2 separate regions of the Mus musculus genome follow, and region 1 is linked to region 2. A link is a contact called in public HiChIP or PLAC-seq data. All regions are on one chromosome and are shown on one strand. Each heading gives the region's core, a stretch centred on a gene start, on an enhancer-like site or on the middle of the called end of the contact. The rest is flanking DNA. Distances are from core to core; before and after follow the strand shown. Region 1 has its middle 11 kb from the start of Gm32328. Region 2 has its middle 8.8 kb from the start of Gm45922.

Region 1 (4,368 bases), core at 1,451-3,950, 290 kb after region 2:
AATAAAATAAAACATGACTAAACAAAATGCTAAATAAAACGAAACATGTCAAAAGTCTGAGACATGCATCACGGGGTGGGGGGTTAAGAGTAGGCTCATGCCTAAGTTCAGAGCCAGCCCGGTCTACATAATAAGAATAAATAAATACTTAAAGGAAGAAAAGAAAGAAAATGAGAGCTGAGACAAATTGAGTGTTGAGTGCATAAAGAGCTTTAGCTTATGGGATACTTGGGATTGTGGCAGTCTTGCAGGAGAGGGCACAAATCCTTCCCTCTATGAATGACTGTGTCCCTAGACACGCCTCAGGTGTGCAGATCAAATAGCTCCCCTACACTTACTGCATGCACCAGCAAACCTCTCCGATTAACAAAGATACTACAGCAGTGGGCCGACTGGCCTAAAACAAATATCTAAAGGATCAAGAAAACCAAAATGGAGGGGAGAATCCATTACTGAACCTTAGTGAAGTCCCTTCTTTGCCTTGGAAAATTCAGGGGATGCAAATGTCCCTGGATATTATTAGATACTGAGATGTACATCCAAAAATAAGAAAAAGAAAGACAGACAAAAGAGAGATCAAAGCGTTTGTTATCTCCGATAAATAATTACTTTGTCACACGTGTAGATATTCTTTTGTCCTCAAAAGAGAAGGTGATGTGATTGTCTATAATGCTACAGGCTCAGACCCAAAGGACTACGTTTCCACCTTGGGAAAAAAAAATAACTCTAAACAAAATGTTAACGGTTTTCAATATTACATCAGCAGCTAGTAATAGCGTTAAATCCTGGTATGTGGGGGCTTGAAAAATTGTTCCTCTCCACTCCCTTCCCCCCACAAGTGAAAACTAATCTGGTCTCCAAAATAGAATATTCTTGATCTACCAACAAGGGACAGAGGACAAGGGACTGTAAAGAGAAGACCTACTGCATGTTCTACTGAAACATAAGGATCAAAAGCAAAAGGAAAAAAGGAAAAAAGAAAAAAAAAAACAATGACAAATTTGAAGAGATTTTCAGTCACATCTGTCCCAGGTGTCAGATCTCTCTGCTTGTGCTTTGGTTTTGGTTTCTGCAATGATCCACCAGCCCTGTGGTGCATATACTCCAGCGATGCAGCTGCAGCAATGCAACGCTGTCTCGGTCCCTGGGTCAGGTGTGAAGGCTGCTAAGAAGCCTGGAGAGCCAAGACCCAGAAACCCCTGAGCCCGGCGTGCAGGCTTGCAGAAAACCATCGGGTTTCTTGGTTTCTTGGTTTGTTTGTTCAATCCCAGCCCTGCATGGCCAATTGCTGGTAAATATTCTTTGGAATTAAAATGATTCACTAACAACCAGTGCTCTTTTGGGAGGATCCTGGTCTATCCAAACCAAAAAAAAAAAAATGTGACTTTTTCTTTTTACATTTAAAGTAAATGTAAACGTCAAAACAAAAATGTAAATGTGTTTACATTCCTGAAGACCTGGGCGAGTTTCACACTTTGGCTCAGGTTCCTGCTGAGCCAGAGGCCTGCACTTGGATCAAGAATTCTCAAGATCTGGTTCTCCATTTTGAGGGGACTCAGCTCTGAGGTGCCTTTATTCATTGCTGTGGTACAAAGGTTTGGTTTTTTTTTTTTTTTCTTTTCTTTTAAAGGAATAGGAACCTATTATTTACATCCGTTCCTTGAGCAGATATTTATTATCTGTAGGAATATTTAAGGGTTTGTAGTGGGCCAGCCACCTCTGACAGGAGCCATCACCTCACACTTCAAGCTAATGGACCACACGGTGGCCACATTTAATTTATTAGGGTGAGAAGTTACTGCAGGGGAGAAGGCCTTAAAGAGAAGGTCTTTTCTAAGAAGAGAAGACCTGGCCCACCCTGTACCTACAGCTTAGATTATATTTTTGCCTCAGAATAACACAACCACACACGATTCAAAATGTGAAAACAGTTTCCTTACAGTTTGATTCTGATCCGGGGCCCACTGATGCTCAGGAGTCTGAATGCTAGCAAATGGAATACTAAATTTTGGGTGCACGTTGTTGAATCACTAATTTTAATAATAGAGATAACACTGCAAGTCTGGCCAGGTGTGGTGCATGCCTGTGAGATTCCAGTTCTGGGGTGCATGGAACAGAAGGATCAAGAATTGGAGATTAGCCTGAACTATACAGGGAAACCCCGTCTTCAAATAATCAAGTAAATTCTAAGAATAAAATAAATAAGTAAATAAACAAAAGGTCTGTTCTCACCATCCACAGAAAAAAGGAAATTATTAAGAGAAACTGTAGTTGAAAATTACACCAAGCACTCCAATGTTCACACTGAGCCGAAATAGAGGAACCTGAGAAGGCAGTATAATTAGCAGGGAACTTTGCAGGATTTTTCACTTCATTAAGGCAATAGATCAAAACAAGCAACACGCAAATCCTTAATAGCCATGCTACTGTGATAAACTCAAGAATGCTCAGAAAACTTGCAGCCGGCTACCTGGTGGTAATATTAATGAGTTTTAAAAACAGAATATTTCAATGGCTCCATTTCCTCCTAAACTTCAAGGCAACCTAAGTTCTCTAAATATTGTCATTACCACGACCGACAGAGGGAACCCGATCCGATTTGGTTCTAAAACAAAATGGGATATTAACCGTGTTTGTTTTCACTTTGATCCATAGGAAATAGGTCCCGCGCCCTGTGACCCATTAAACTAATAAGATTATACACGTCCACAGAGCGGAGCTTCTAATTGTTTCCATCTGTCCCAGATCTTTGCGTTTTAAAAATCGGTGAAAATAGAGCTTGAGTTACGAAAAAGAAAATATACCAACAGCGCAATCACGACAAAGCTGGGCCACTTGAACTACACATGCAACAAATTACAGAGGAAGACTAGGTGGGAGGAAGGCAAAATAAAGCCAGAAACACAATAATCAATAATGTAGTTGATCGGGGTTCCCGCTCGCACTTTCCGGACGACTAACACACCCTTGGGAAAACCAGCCAATCAGAAACGCTTCCTGAAGACATTCTATACCTCCCCTCCTCCTCATAAATATTTAAATAGAGTTCGAGATTTGTGATTTAAATATCCAAAGAATTTTCTGCACAGGCTCATCATTCATTGGATTGTTCATTACTGGGTGGAACTAGAGGGAGGGGCATTAATTCAGTGCTCTCATTTGCTAATTATGCCTTTCTTGCGTCATCGTTGCTAGACCAATCCTTGAACTTCACTTTGGACCTTTCCTTTTTCCCCCCTCCTCGCCCCTCCCTTCTCGCCACGCCCCTCCCCCCCCCCCCGCCTCCAGCACTCTCCCGCCACTCCTCCCCCTCGTAGCAGCTCCAGCCAATAGTGTGGCTGCATGTAAATAACGTTGCCTGGTTGTTTCTCCGCCCAGCGCCCGCCTCTGAAGAAACACGAGGCGGGCACGGCGCGGCGTCGCTTGGGGTCCCTGGCTCCACCTTCTTTAGGGCGGGATGCTGCTTGCTCATTGGCTAGGTTAATAATTGTCGCGCGTGCTATTTTGCATAAAAACGGGAGTTCCCTTCGTAACTGGAGAACTCGCGTCGCTGTGGGAGGGGTGCGGGGGGCGGGGTTGTGGGCGGGTCCTGGCAGCCTCGCCCAACTTGCTCCGCGATCCTAAAGGGAAGGATTGCTTTTCCGAACCAAAAAAAAAAAAAAAAAAAATCTTTATAATGCATCCTCTTAAGGGAATTATATATTCCTAAACTCATGTTTTCGTTTTCTTTAATAAATCGTTCAGGGTTGTGCCATGAAATACATATTACCCACACACCCTCCGAATTAATTTCCTTTCAATCTTAATGTACTCTACTGCAGCTAGTCCTGTGTGGGAGCAATCTTTATAAGAAGTTTCTCTTTATTAAAATTCGTGGTTGTTTTACTATGGATTCCTTGCTCCGACAATTTTCAAAGACTTGAATTGAGTAGTAGAGTGTAAAAACCAAAGAGAGACAGAACTTTCTTTCAGACTAACCACTCCGTGGATTGTTTGTCAATGAGGCAAGTGTTAAAATTCTTTCCAAAGGGAAAAGGCCCCAAGGATATTCGATTGGCGTTGTAAAATAAAAATTGTTCTTGAGAAGTGTGTTTCCTTTTTTTCTTATGAACTAAACATAAAACCTACCTTTTCGATACTGTTAAAGTACCGGGTGGCAAACACTTGGAAAAAACGAATGAATGGACAGGTAATCGGGACCCTGAATTTTAAAAATACCATCTGTCATTTCGGTAACATTTCTTCAACTTTTAGAAACAAAATTATCACACGTAGCTCATCTGCTTGAACTCAAGTATGGGAGTGTTCGATGCTCAGTGTCGACTACACTTTAAAGACTACATGGTCAATGAGGCTTGTTAATTAATT
Region 2 (4,593 bases), core at 598-3,097:
AGCACTGCATACAGGACTACAACCTTTACTTAGAAACAGGAGTTCAAGTCATATAAAACTCTTTTTTTTTTTTTTTTTTTTTGAGTTTTTCGAGACAGGGCTTCTCTGTGTATCCCTGTCCTGGAACTCACTCTGTAGACCAGGCTGTCCTTAAACTCAGAAATCACCCTGCCTCTGCCTCCCAAGTACTGGGATTAAAGGCATGCGCCACCACTGCCTGGCTCAAGTCATTTAAAAGAAGGTATGCTGGTTAGTTTTCTGTTAACACAAACAGGGGTCATTGGGGAAGAGGGGATCTTTAATGAGAAGATTGGCCTGCCAGTAAGCCTATGGAAACATTTTCTTGAGTCATGATTGATCAGGGAGTGCAGAGCCCATTGTGGGTGGTGTCATCCCTAGGCCTGTGTCCTGTGTAGTATAACAGAGGAGGATGGGTAAGTCACAGGGAGTAAGCCAGCAAGCAGCACTCAGGGTATATTAGGAACAAAATATTTACTTAAATTTTATTCCTGGCTTAACCTTCATGGCTTGGACACCTTCGATGTTCTAGATCACTCTACTGAGCACAGAAGTACAAAGATAGAGGACACTAATTTCCTCCCAGAAGATTCCACATTAGGTAATGCCTTCCAAAAGTCTGAGATGAGGACCTCTAGTGCCCCTATATAGAATCTCCCAAGGTGATTTTGAAAAGCGAGAAGAGGGTATTGAGGATTGCCAATCCCTTGCTTGAGGGTCCTTCATGTAGACTATCTGGAACGCAGCAGCACTGACTGACCACTTTTCCATTTGATGGTCACACACACTGGCCTGGCAATGCCCAGAGATGTAGCCATGCATTCTGATCTTTGAGTGCAATGGTGCATTTTGCAGAATCGTGGAGTCTCTGAGTTTGTGTGTGTGTGTGGGGAGATGGGAGTGGGGAGGGTGGGGGGGCGCTTTGGAAAATGCCAGACCTGAACTCAGTTGGTGACCATATGAAACTCAGCCAAATCCTACCTCTCAGCCTTCACTGCTATCATCATATGTGTGGTGCCTGCCTCTGAGTGGTGTCCATTAAGTGAGATATTTTATACAGGGGTGTTGAATATACTGCCTTATTCACCGAAGGTGCTAGAAATACCATGCCATTGCCCTTGTCTTTCCCAAAGGCAAACCCAGGCACACCCCAATCTATGCCCCACTGTGGTACTAACCCCATCCCAGAGGCACTTCCAGGGAGATCAAGGGCACCCCAAACCTTAACAAAAATCCTGTCTCTGGAGCCTCACTATTCACTTCTAGCAGCTAAGGACTGGATCGCCTAGCCCCATTCCCCCCACTGCTCTCCTGTCATTACCCCACCACCACTTTTCTCACTCAGTTCTATGTAGTGGGAAACAGACAGTTCCCCAGGAGACTGCAGAGGCAGAAACCTGTTACCAGTTTTGTCAGCTCCTGAAATGGCAGATGGCTGCAGCCTGCAGCCTCTTGCTGTAGCCAAGATGTCTTCATCTGTCCTCCCAGGACCTCAGGAAAAATGCTACTGGCAAGAGAAGGAGGAAGGGATCAGAAGTCGGTATAAGGCCTTGCATCCAGAGGGCCCGTTATGGGTTTAGATGTGTGATGTGGGCTTAATGGTAGTCAGGGGGCAGGTGATTAGGCGCATCAGGCCGCTCTGATCGTCCCATACACAGCCCCTGATAGCTCCCAGCACTCTGAAGCCTTGTTTGCTTTCTCTGAGGCAGAAATCCCACAAGGTCTGCCCGCTGCCAGCTGTCGAGCTAACGAACTGTCTGCGTGCTGCTGAATGGGAGCCTGCAGCCTGGCGAGGCACAGCATCCCGGGCTGTCTCGAGTGTGATTGCCTTTATCTAACCAGTGCAGGCGCCCTCCTAATCAGGCGGCTGCTGGCCTCCAAGGGTCAAACCCGGACCATCGCTACCTAAACAAACAACGACGATGTCACCTTTGGGGGAAGACTGATAAGCAGTTGGCAGGCAGGCCACGGGCAAGAGAAGGCGCCAGCAGCCGGCAATCTGCGAAAGCCGTAAATATGCTGCAGTCTCAGCAGGGAGACGGGCAATATAGCCACCAAGAGGCCTTTGTTTAATGAGCTGTCAGAAAGCAGGCATGAAATTATGTTTGAAAACATGTGCAAGCTGCAGAGACAGAGTGGGGCCTATAAATGGACCTCTTCCTTCACCAGAGATGTTTGCAGCATCTTATCTGTGTGCTGGCTGTCGTCGGATGAAAGCTATCATTAGCAAACTAATGGTGTTTGAAAGCTACAAATTTCTCTCTCTCTTCTCTATTTTTGACTTAAATGGATTATAGACAAAAAATTTTTAATTGTTTTATTTTTCTTTCCTTGGGATTTTGGTAAACATGCAAATTGGAAGAGAATCAAAAACGAAAACAACAACAACAAAACCATCCAAAAATGTATCTGTGGAAGGGTGAAGGAGCAGTTAGGCTCAGAGGCTTGTCTCAGACAGTACTTAGCTTATTTTCTTCCCAGTTCTGTGGAGACCCCATTCAGAGAACTCTAATGCAACTCCAGCTACCGTTTTATTTCAATCAGGCCCATAAAAGGAGGCATAAATATAAAAGGAATTGCTCGCTGATAATCTGCATATTAAAATTAGTGGGTTTTCTGCCACATCAACCATCAAATCGAGAATGGTTTTCCAAGGGCTGGAAACTACCCTTGTGGGCCACATGGACGCCGAGTTTATCTCTGTGAAGGGTGAAACTTAAAGACTTTAAAAACATCTGCCAGGACGGAGCGGCTGGGCTGATTCAGGACCTACTTGGGCCGGGTCTCAACCTCTGAAATGAACGCGGACCTGATTGTTCTGATGTGGGCACAGTCAGGCAGCCAGGAAATGGCTTCAGCAGACCCAGTGTCCTACAGCAAAGCTGCTCCAGGAGAGGGGGCAAATCAGAAGGCAAATTTTCTTGGGACCCACCGTGGACAGACTGAGCAGGGCCTCTGTTGCCTTCCACTTTGGAGAAAGGGGGAAGGGGGTCCCTGAGTGGAAGCAAAATGAGCTAGAGGATCAGATTTTAAACAAAGAAAATTTGTAAAAATGAAAAAACAAAAAACAAAAAAACAAAACCTCCCACCAAGTTACATTAACAGCAACATTGCAGATCCTGCTGAAATATGAAAATGTTGGAAATCCATCAGACGTTGTGTGCTCAGATTAGCTTCAGATCCGGGCCTGGCACCCAAAGGTCCCATTCCCTCCCAAGTCTTTGAAACCATCTTTTTGCCTCTTTCTCCCGAGCAGTCAGAAATTCTAGGCACAGAGGTGGTTTGTCTATGTTAATGAGAAGGGGGAGCTGTACTCCACACTGGAGACCAGAGAAGTGACACCCCCCCCCAAAAAAAAAAGAAAGAAAGAAAAGCAAGATGTTATGGCCAGACTATGCTCTGCCCAAAGCAAGCACAAAAGGTGACCTTGTCCTTCTTAGTTCTCTAATTGGAGAGCAGGGACTGAGTATGCTAGAGCTGAAACTGCTCTGTGGACAGTTTTCTGGGGTTACCCTGTAAAGGCTGAGATTCTTTAGATCACTTTTAGGTTGGAAAAAAATTTAGCTTATTCCAGTTCACTAAATAGGGTATGAGTCCTTATTAGGTGATTATACTGTGCTAAGTACTGTGAAGTACTGTGCTAAGTACTGTGAGGACAGTTAAACCTGTGTGGCTGGACCCCACCCCTGTGTGTGTGTGTGTGCTTGTATATCTGTGTGTGTGTGTGTGTGTGCTTTTATATCTGTGTGTGTTTGTGTACATGTGTGCTTGTATATCTGTATGTGTGTGTGTGTGTCTTATGGTGCTGGTGTACCTGTGTGTGAGTATGTGTGTATGAGTGTGTGTGTTCTGGTGCTTGTGTATCTGTGTGTGTGTCTATGTGTGTGTGTTATGGTGCTTGTGTATCTCTGTGTCTATGTGTGTGTGTTAGTGTTATGGTGCTTGTGTATCTGTGTGTGTATGTCTGTGTATGTGTGTGTTATGGTGCTGGTGTACCTGTGTGTGTGTATGTGTGTATCAGTGTGTGTGTTGTGGTACTTGTGCATGTGTGTGTGTGGTGCTGGTGTACCTGTGTCTGTATGAATGTGGAGGCCAGAGCTAAGCCTTGGTGTTGTTTTTCAGGGGTCACCCACTTTGCATGTTGTTCATTTGCTGTTCTTTAGTGTGAGAAGGGGTCCCTTACTGGATCCTGGGGCTCAGAAATTAAGCTTTCCTGAATGCCCAGCTGACGTCAGAGATCTCCCCTCTGCTTCCCCAATGCTAGAATTTCAAGCCAGTGCCACCACACCCAGCTTTGCATGCGGGTTCTGAGGATTTGACTTCTGTTCACATAATCAGGTGGCAGACGTTTTAGAGGCTTGCAGATTCCTAGCCTGTGACTGTGTCTTTGCCATTGTCTCTCTCCAGCTCCCACACCCTGCTGCCCTCCCCCCAGTCCACTTGTCACTGGCTCTTCAAGCCTCCTTTGGGAGCTAAGGCAAGAGAGAGTGATGTCTTGCCACAAAGACTAAGAACCTATTTGTATATCCCTAAAGTTTTATATTTTATTGATCCCTACTCTGTGCAGCAATCTGA

What was found. HiChIP or PLAC-seq counts read pairs in DNA pulled down with a chosen protein or histone mark.
Region 1: a contact with region 2 is called in an H3K4me3 HiChIP or PLAC-seq map of neural tube, with 2.8 times the contacts expected there. The contact joins two enhancer-like sites. A contact is called at or near these places in 5 of 484 Hi-C or Micro-C datasets (the G1E-ER4 cell line, cerebellar granule neurons, cerebellum and 1 more), 12 of 115 datasets of contacts at active chromatin or transcription factors (bone marrow-derived macrophages, cardiomyocytes, craniofacial prominence and 6 more) and 1 of 9 other capture datasets (embryonic tail).

The regions. Positions count from the first base shown.
Region 1 is chr6:51,175,246-51,179,613 of GRCm38.p6, forward strand. No RefSeq gene overlaps it. Among named protein-coding and RNA genes, the nearest start is that of Gm32328, 11 kb to the left of the region's middle. Within about 2 kb of position 2,701, at least 143 of the 459 cell types and tissues checked have an H3K27ac peak or open chromatin away from gene starts, as enhancers often do. A contact at or near this core is called in the G1E-ER4 cell line, craniofacial prominence, embryonic basal ganglia and 1 more, where this site is marked.
Region 2 is chr6:50,889,109-50,893,701 of GRCm38.p6, forward strand. No RefSeq gene overlaps it. Among named protein-coding and RNA genes, the nearest start is that of Gm45922, 8.8 kb to the left of the region's middle. Within about 2 kb of position 1,848, at least 104 of the 459 cell types and tissues checked have an H3K27ac peak or open chromatin away from gene starts, as enhancers often do. A contact at or near this core is called in the G1E-ER4 cell line, craniofacial prominence, embryonic basal ganglia and 1 more, where this site is marked.